Linked DNA regions of Capsicum annuum: region 2 is linked to region 1. Evidence: chromatin contacts called from public Hi-C data. All regions are on one chromosome and are shown on one strand. Each heading gives the region's core, a stretch centred on a gene start, on an enhancer-like site or on the middle of the called end of the contact. The rest is flanking DNA. Distances are from core to core; before and after follow the strand shown. Region 1 holds the start of LOC107850668 (mitogen-activated protein kinase kinase kinase 3). Region 2 holds the start of LOC107850765.

The links. Hi-C and Micro-C count contacts between places; a contact is called where the count stands out from the background.
Region 2: a Hi-C map of leaf shows a contact between it and region 1, with 2.2 times the contacts expected there. The contact joins the promoter of LOC107850765 here to the promoter of LOC107850668 in region 1. A contact is called at or near these places in 2 of 5 Hi-C or Micro-C datasets (leaf and placenta).

The regions. Positions count from the first base shown.
Region 1 is chr12:28,674,958-28,679,201 of UCD10Xv1.1, reverse strand. LOC107850668 (mitogen-activated protein kinase kinase kinase 3) reads left to right here and starts at 2,679. Exons shown (of 11, transcript XM_016695360.2): 1 at 2,679-3,357. The coding sequence starts at 3,032.
Region 2 is chr12:28,815,948-28,820,338 of UCD10Xv1.1, reverse strand. LOC107850765 reads right to left here and starts at 2,873. Exons shown (of 2, transcript XM_016695511.2): 1 at 2,242-2,873. The coding sequence starts at 2,510.

The DNA of each region.
Region 1 (4,244 bases), core at 1,430-3,929:
CATAGAGGTTACTCCCACCTTATCTCGAATGCTTCAATATTTCTAATTTTATCACATCTAATATACCCATATCTCCATCTCAACATTCTTATTTTTAGGACATGCATCGAGAGTTTTTGACCGACAACACTTAGCGAATACATATTACTGAAAAAATCTTTTAAACTGTTTCAGTTTTCTGTTGAAGTACGTATCTTTCTTTTTTTCTAGAAGTTAGTCTTTTATTTAGAGGTGTATTAAAGCCTAAAGGTCAAAAGGATTTATTATGGACGAGAGATTGAAAGCATCACTTTGTTTAAACAAACACATATTACCTTATGGACGAGAGAAAGCATCACTCTGTTTAAACAAACATATACATAATACACCTTGTTTTGACCTCTTTGAGAAATAAGATATTAGCAAATCAAAAAATTTTAGTTGATGAATTTTGAATTATAATTTTTATCTACTTATGACAGTTATATAAATTATTTATACATATTAAATATTTTTTAAAATAAATTAAAATTAAAATTATTGCATTCTGCTAATTATTATGGTGTCCCCACATTGCATCTTACAACTTTATACTATGCAACTACTACATACTAAAAATAATGCAAGTAATAAATATTATAATTATTAAGATAATATACTTTTGTTCGAGTTATGATTTCCTCTCAAACCAAACGCGACCACATTTAAGACGTGAGAGTTGAGAGATGAGTCAATTATATTTCCAGAAAGCCGTCTTTGTTGCTCTCTCCACTTTAATTTATTTATTGGATTTTAATTTAATATAAAATTTTATAAAAATATTTTATTTTTATAATTTTAAATTAAAAACAAATTAAATATATCAAAATAATTCTTTACTCTTATGTCTTTTGATCCTACGTAGAGAGATGAAACTCAAAATTATTAAATTACTAAAAAAAGGCATTTTTAAAAAAAATAATTTAGAAGTAAAGTTAGACAAATAATTTCAATGGTCTTCACCAAAAAAAAAAATTTAAATGGTGAGAGCTCAGTACAAAATACAAACAACAACAACATGTGTAATTACATAAAATAACTAAAAAGGATAAAATATATACAAATCGTATAACAATTTAAGTTAAAAGATTATTTTTAATAGAAACTCGACAACTACAAAATAAATAAAATAAAAGAATAGAGGCACGTCATGTACTCGATTTAATCCAACCACTGATTGCCGTCTCCAAAGTTCCGAAGCTGTTCCTCACTGTTTGCTTTTCTATAGGTATTGAGACCACATGTGCGGTGTGCCTACTCCCCCTCTCTCTTTTCATTTTGATCCCTCATTTTACTTCTTTCTCTTCACATCCCATTCATATAGTTTGTCGTCTTGGACAAAAGTAATTCTATACGCTTTCACTGCGGTCTTGGTTGATTCTTAATTTTTATTTTTTTGTTTTAAACATCTAATAGTTTCGTCAGTTCATTATTTTGAATTATTTAAATTCACATAGAATATAAAGGTATTTTTTTTAATTCTTAAATTTTGAACACGAAATATAAAAATAAAGATGAATTTTAAAGTGAGGTCAATAATTATGTTATAAATTTCGATGGTTTCTAGTCTCCCTTTGTTATTGTGATGTGACCATTGAAGAGGCAAACAATGTAGTTCATCCATGGAGACGGTGAAAAATTCATCTCTCTTTAAATGTCTTGTGAAATAACAAATACATACAATTGGATTTGAATAAGTAGATGCTTGTTGTGTCGATGAAGAAATGAACAACTGCCATAAAAATTGTGGTTGTTATTATACATTTGATTACGTCTCTGAATTATATTTTTTATAGCGAATTTTATATTTTTATCTTTTGCATTGTTCAATACTTTGCGTTTGATTACGTGATAGTCATGACTTATGTTCGATTTTATCGGTGAATAAATTTATTAGTTTAGAAGGAAAAAGAGATTATTTTCATCACTTTAATATCAATTAGGAATAGGATACTTTGGTAATCAAGTTAGTTCTATTAATGTAGAAAATAATTCTATCATAAATTAAAAAATAACTATCGAGCTTTCAAAAAAGTAAGGAGTATTTATAATCGTAATTTCATAAGTGGAATATGAGGAGGATAAGAGGTATACAGACCTTTATCATATCCACCATACTATGCCCACACATACATCGGAGCATCTATATTTTTACTACATTCATCTTCTGAACGTGAACATTCTTGTTTGGCCAACACTCAGTTTAATATAATAATGCTAATCAAACGGTACAACCACTGTGTAAGAGTTTCCTCTAAGCATTAAGGACATATTCTTATTGCATAATGCCCAGTGGTGAGCCTCCATTTAAGAAATAAATCAATATGATCATTAAAGGAATAAAATTATCCATCGACTCAAATTCTTTAGATCGTTATATATTAAGTACATATTATCTTTCATATCTATGGAACGCTAAAACCTATACTATGATTTGGAAAAAAAAAAAAACTAATTGTATAATTAAAGTAAAAATTACAAGATTCCTTCTTTCTTTCACTATTATAGTCTTTATTAGACTATAAAGTATTTTCTTCAGTAAAATTCTATCAATATCATACTTTTTAACCCTCTCAAATTCTAAGTAAACACGAAATACTATATCCATCAATCTGTCGTTTTATTTATACTTACTCTTTTACAAACCAAAAAAACAAAGAAGCCGCAACAACAAATTTGCATACAAAAAAAGAGATTTATTTAGGCAACAAATTGACAAATATATACATTAGGGGTGCAAACGCAAAACACGTACAACCAACTTGGCAGGCCCTGCTCTCCCTCTCCACTTCTCTTCTATCTATCTACCTTCCTATTTCCTTCTCAAAGTTTTCTTCGTCAGCTCATCAAATACATCCCCCTTTCACCTTCCCAAAAATAATCAAATAATCAAATCTTGAAAACCCAAATTAAATTCTCTATCTTTTTGCTCTTTATCTGACTGTATACAGCAGTATACACCTAGAATATACAAGATTTCACTCTTTTCTTGACTCATTTAGTTGAAGTGAAAATGCCTGCTTGGTGGGGGAAAAAGTCCACCAAGAATAAAGAAAGGGACAAGTATGTAAAACCCAAAAGTTTTGATGAGTTACTTTGTAGAAATTCACCAAGAACTAGTAAGGATTTTGCTGGTGGTGGTGGTTCTGGTTCTGGATTCTCTGGGTTTGATTCAGGTTCTTCTTTGGAAAAGACTCATCCCTTACCCATGCCATCTGTTTCTTCAATTGGAAATGATCATGGGTCAGTTTCAGTTTCAAGTACTAGTTCATCTGGGTCATCTGATGGTGCTGCTGCTGCTGCTGGGAATACTGATCAAGTGCAGTTGGATACTTTTAGGTTGGTTGGTTGGTGTTTCTTGATTTATTGATTGAAAAGTTTGTTTCTTTGTTGGATTTGATGTTTGGGATTGTTTTTTTTTTTTTTTTTTGTGAATTAGTGAGGTTTTGTTGTGGTTGTTGGTGTTAGTTGACTTTGGATTGACCTCTTGTTAAAATTATTTCTTTTGTTGATTGGATTGGATTGTGATCCATAAATTGAATGGTATTGATTAGCGAGAGAGACTGTATTGGTGAAGCTATTGTACCTTGATAAAAGGGGCTTTCTTGGGTGAAAAAGTTGTTATTTGATACCTGTTGCTAATGGGAGGTGGCTAGTATCATGTGGGATTAGTCGAGGTGTGTGGTGTTTGGTAGTTGTTGCTGGTGGGAGGTGTCAGGCACCGAGGTGTGTGGTAGCTATTGCTGGTAGGAGGTGGCAGGTGTCTCATGGAATTAGTCGAGGTGTGTGGTACCTTTTGTTGCTGGTGGGAGGTGTGGCAGGTATCCGTGGAATTAGTCGAGGTGTGTGCAAGTTGGCGTTATCAAAAAAGAACAAAAAAATTTCAAACTTTTTTGATCAGTCAGAGGATCTTTCAATTCGCATATATTCTTGTTTCTCCAGGTTGCTCTTGGTGGATTATGCATATTGAATCAAAAATCTGGTTAATGAGTCTGCGAATCATTCTGCCCTCTTTTTATTGTTGTTTTTACTTCCTATTTTTTGTGTATCCCAAATGCTAAACCTGAGAGACTTATGTCAATTTCTTGATTTGCACTTTGCTCCTATGGTTCTGTGTACTCTAGTTCAATTACTGATCTTTCAGGAGGCTCATTTAGGAAAGTCACAGCAGATTCTTTATACGTGGTATAATTGCATGGTACATAGTGTTACCTTCCTTCTTTTCA
Region 2 (4,391 bases), core at 1,624-4,123, 140 kb before region 1:
ACGAAAATTTGTTGCGAAAAGGTGTGTTTCCAGAAGTAGAGCTTTTGATGGGTTCCTTAAGAATGCTCCAATGTTGTCCTCAGCTCAGCAGATTGAGCTTGTCAAACCTGTTTCTTATCAAGATGTGAAAATATGTTCTTGATTGACAGTAACAAGAGTCCTGAATTGATGGCTATGAGAGTGGATTCTTTAAAGCTTCTTGGGATATAGTACAAGCTGATATTGTCGATGCAGTTATTGAATTCTTTCAGAATGGTCAATTACTCAAGCAGCTTATTCAGGTAATATTGACCTCATACCTAAAATAGTTGTTCCTGAGGAAGCCAGTCAATATAGGCCCATCTCATGTGGCGATGCACCTTATAAATGCATATCCAAATCCATTTGCCAAAAGTTGAAGCAGGCAGTCAATAACATTGTAGCTGATTATCAAGCAGCTTCAGTCCAAGGGAGATCTATGGTTCATAATGAGTTGATCTTCTGATATCTCAAAACATTACAACAGAAAGACTTGTCCTAGGTGCTTTATGAAAATAGACCTCAAGAAAATCTACAATATGGTGAGTTGGCAATTTGTTGAGGAAGCATTGTATGGCTATGGATTTCCTCATAGATTTTTGCAGCTGGTCATGACATGTGTAACCTCTCCTAAGTATTCTATTATGGTGAATGGTGAAGAGCATGGTTACTTTGCAGGGGAAGGAGATTAAGGCAGGGGATCCCCTCTAATATTTAATGGGATATCTTTCCAGGGTGTTGAAGAGCATGTGTTTGCTAATTGTATGTGGACTACAACTGTGAGGTATGAATTGTTTAGATGAGTTGTTTGCATATCCAAGTTGATGAAGTTAAGCAGTGGAAAGGATCAAAAGGAAGCACGAGACACAATTTCAAAAGGAGGCGTTGGCAGCAATTTGGGGGGCTATCATTCACCATACTGTAAGAGCTAGGAATTGGAAATTATTCAAAGGAGTAAGTGTACATACAAAGCTAGTCATTACACAAGTTAAGAAGGAAGTTGTACACAAAATAGATCTTCTTGAACTGTCTAGGAAGTCACAGAAAAGTAGTAGCTTGATTCATAGGCTCAATTAGTTTTTTTGTTTGTTGAAGGCTTACTTTTTCGTAGCACCCTTCCTAGAAATTGGTTATGATAATTAGGTGCTCTTTAGTTGTATTTGTTCTTGTTGTCCATTCTAGTAGTCCTAGTACTTTTCTAGTTTTTATTCTTCGATTTCTATTATTATCTGTTGTTTCGTGTGGTTTGAATATAGTATTATTTTGTTTTAGTTTTGTCCCCTGTTGTTTTATTACTGTCTGTTGTTTCTTTTATTTCCATTGCTTTTTTTGGAACCGTTTTATCTTGAACAGGGATATATTGGAAATAGCCGCTCTATCTCTAAGGCAGAGGTAAGGTCTCCATACACTCTACCCTCCCCAGGCACCACTTTGCCTTTGAGTATACACTGGGTATGTAAAATGTTGTTGTTGGTAATGTTTACAGTTGTTACCCCAAAAAAATAAATAAGGGCAGATAAATCCATTACATCTACAACAACAACAAACCCAGTGTATTCCCACAAAGTGGGGTATGGGAGATAAATCCATTACATCTAATTAAAAGATAAGATTATCTGTAAGTAATAAATGAAACATCATCTCTAAATAAAACAATGTTTATCTTTACATTTCTAACGAAAAGATAAGATAATAACTGCAGTTTCTTAATGATCTCATGAGGCAGTTCTGGTAAATTTTTGGAGGATCTTTCATTGTCTATATCACGGTTATACTAATGTATGCTGAAAAACAAAGCATATTTGGCGGATATTTTAATCACAAATTCTTTACCAATCAAAAATAACTAAAAGAATTAACAAAAGAATGGAATTCTCAACTGTCAGTCGACTCAAGTATGAAAAGAATGCTTCTCAACACTGTTCAAAACTAATAAATACAGCCCCTTAAACCGTAAGGCAGGTTCAGAAATAAGATAGGGGTGGATTAATTCGATAATGACTGAGGGATGAAATTGGACAAAGTTTTATCTAGTTCATATTATTAGGTGGATAATGTAACTTTTTTTAGCCCCGAAAAAGCTTTACCAATTCTCAAATACGTAAGGCATATAGAAATTGGTTACTGGAGGGCGGGAGAACTATCAAACACAGAAAAAAAGGGTAACTGAGCAGTCCTTTATGTTAGGGTTTAGCGAAGAAAAAACATAAATGAGAGACATACTTGGGCCAAGACCTGACGCCGAGGTCAGCGAGTTTAGAGTCGGGAGGGTTGTTAATGACCTTGACTCCGGCTATCTCAGTCGCCATGCTGCTTGATTCCTTTTCAGCTGCTGCTCGTATTCTTCGTTTACCCTTACTAAATAATAGTAATTGACTTGTGGTGTTGTTAAGTTTGTGGTGTAAAGCTTTTTTATTCAAATAATATGAGTGCCTGTTACAATGAGCATTACTGATGCCCACTCCACATATGCCGCTCCCCACACAAGCCATCCTTATATTCAATTTCTCAATTCTTCTTCTTGCTTACTAAACATTTCAATTCTTATAAGTAACTACCTACCTACGTTTGCATCCACTTGTATCTTATCATCATTTTGTAGGGCCACGTTGTTTGATTGAGGGGCGAAGCGTGGATGAAATTTCGTAAACCTTAACCCCCCCCCCCCCCCCCCCCCTCCTTTTTTTTTTTTTTTTTTCTTTTTTAAGTTTGGGTTGTACATATGGATAGAAATTATCTTCAAAGACTTCTTTCTTTCAGTTTATCCCACCTTATCGCATATTCTCAACTCTCATGTCATTCTAATGGTTTGATCAAGAAAATTAAGACATTTAGGGTCGTTAGGCAGAGTGTATAGAAAAAACTAATGCATATATTAGTTAATGAGTATTAGTAATACTTTATTTGGTATCATATTTTTACTATGCATAAATAATACTTGTACTAATTATACATTGTATTATGTATCGAGATGTGTATTAATAATACACACCATTTTCCATGTATTAGTAATGTAAGACTTTCAACACATGTATTAATTTATAAAATGACTTTATTACCCTTTATCATGCTGGATCTGTTGGCTTCCTGTCTAGTCTTGTTACTCTGCTCCTTCACCGTTTGGATCATTTTGTTTTGTCTATGACTTTCGTTCTTCCTAGGCATTGTCTCTAAATATTGGGCAACGAGCAAACGTTACTGAATAGCAACTCCATCTTAGAAGCACTAGTTCTTAATGCCAAGGATCGTCAATGCTTCGATCGTGTAGATGAAGATACAGACATAAGGAAAACAATTTTTGATGTCAGGAAGGAAATCCATCAACAGAGAAGAAGTGAATATAGTTGTTGCCGTTCGATCTATTCTTGGAAAATACTATACAAGGAAGGGTTTAAGGAAAAGGTAATTTGATAAACAAACATTTTTTTTTACACAAATTATATAAATATATATTACCTTTAATACAACAAGCCAAATAATGTGTAAAAAATAATGGATATATAACTAATACCAGCATTACTAATGCTTGCATTAGTAATACAAACATTACTAATACACCCTATTTAGCATTATTCTTATACACTCTACCAAACGAACCCTTAGTGTCGATCTTGCCAAGACCCAGGGTCGAGGAGTGACATAAGCGTAAATGGTGATAAATTATTGAGGATTTCTAAATACAAAAAAAGTCAGGATAATACAATTGAAATACCCCGAAGACTTGATATGAATCACAATCACCTAACTTAAAACATGTGCAAAAGTTTGACAACACATGTCTAGGAAAAGAAGACAACCAAACCAAAGAGTAGTATCGGAGTTTGATGTTTCGAATTGTTGGACAGGTCATCTCGAATGCTCCAAATGGCATAAATTGTATTGCTCCACCACATCCAACAGTGTTACGACTCGAACCGAGGCCCTAGCCGCAACAAACATTCCAAATCATGAAGGCCCGAGAGCCCTCTTTTACCATACAATCAAGCACATAACCCATATGAAATATTAGTGTGGAATATAAATTGAAACATGGAAGGTCTCTTAATCAAACGAAAATACATCATAACAACAATCCATGAAACCCAAATCCAGTCTAAACTAATCTACAAAGCCTCTACTGAAAAACTAAACTGTCTAAGCCGGGACAAGGTCCCCAACCGGACCAAAAAATTAACTGAAAATAACATCAGAATAAAATATCTTTCGAAGTAAGGGAGGCTCATCGAATATTTGAGAGTAATCTACTGCTGAGCTGGACTACGGGACTGTACCTCAGAACCTACATTATAAGACAATGCAGCCACCACGAGGACGATCAATACTTGGAATGTATTGGTATGTAGAACTAATCAAAAAACAACAACATATATTTC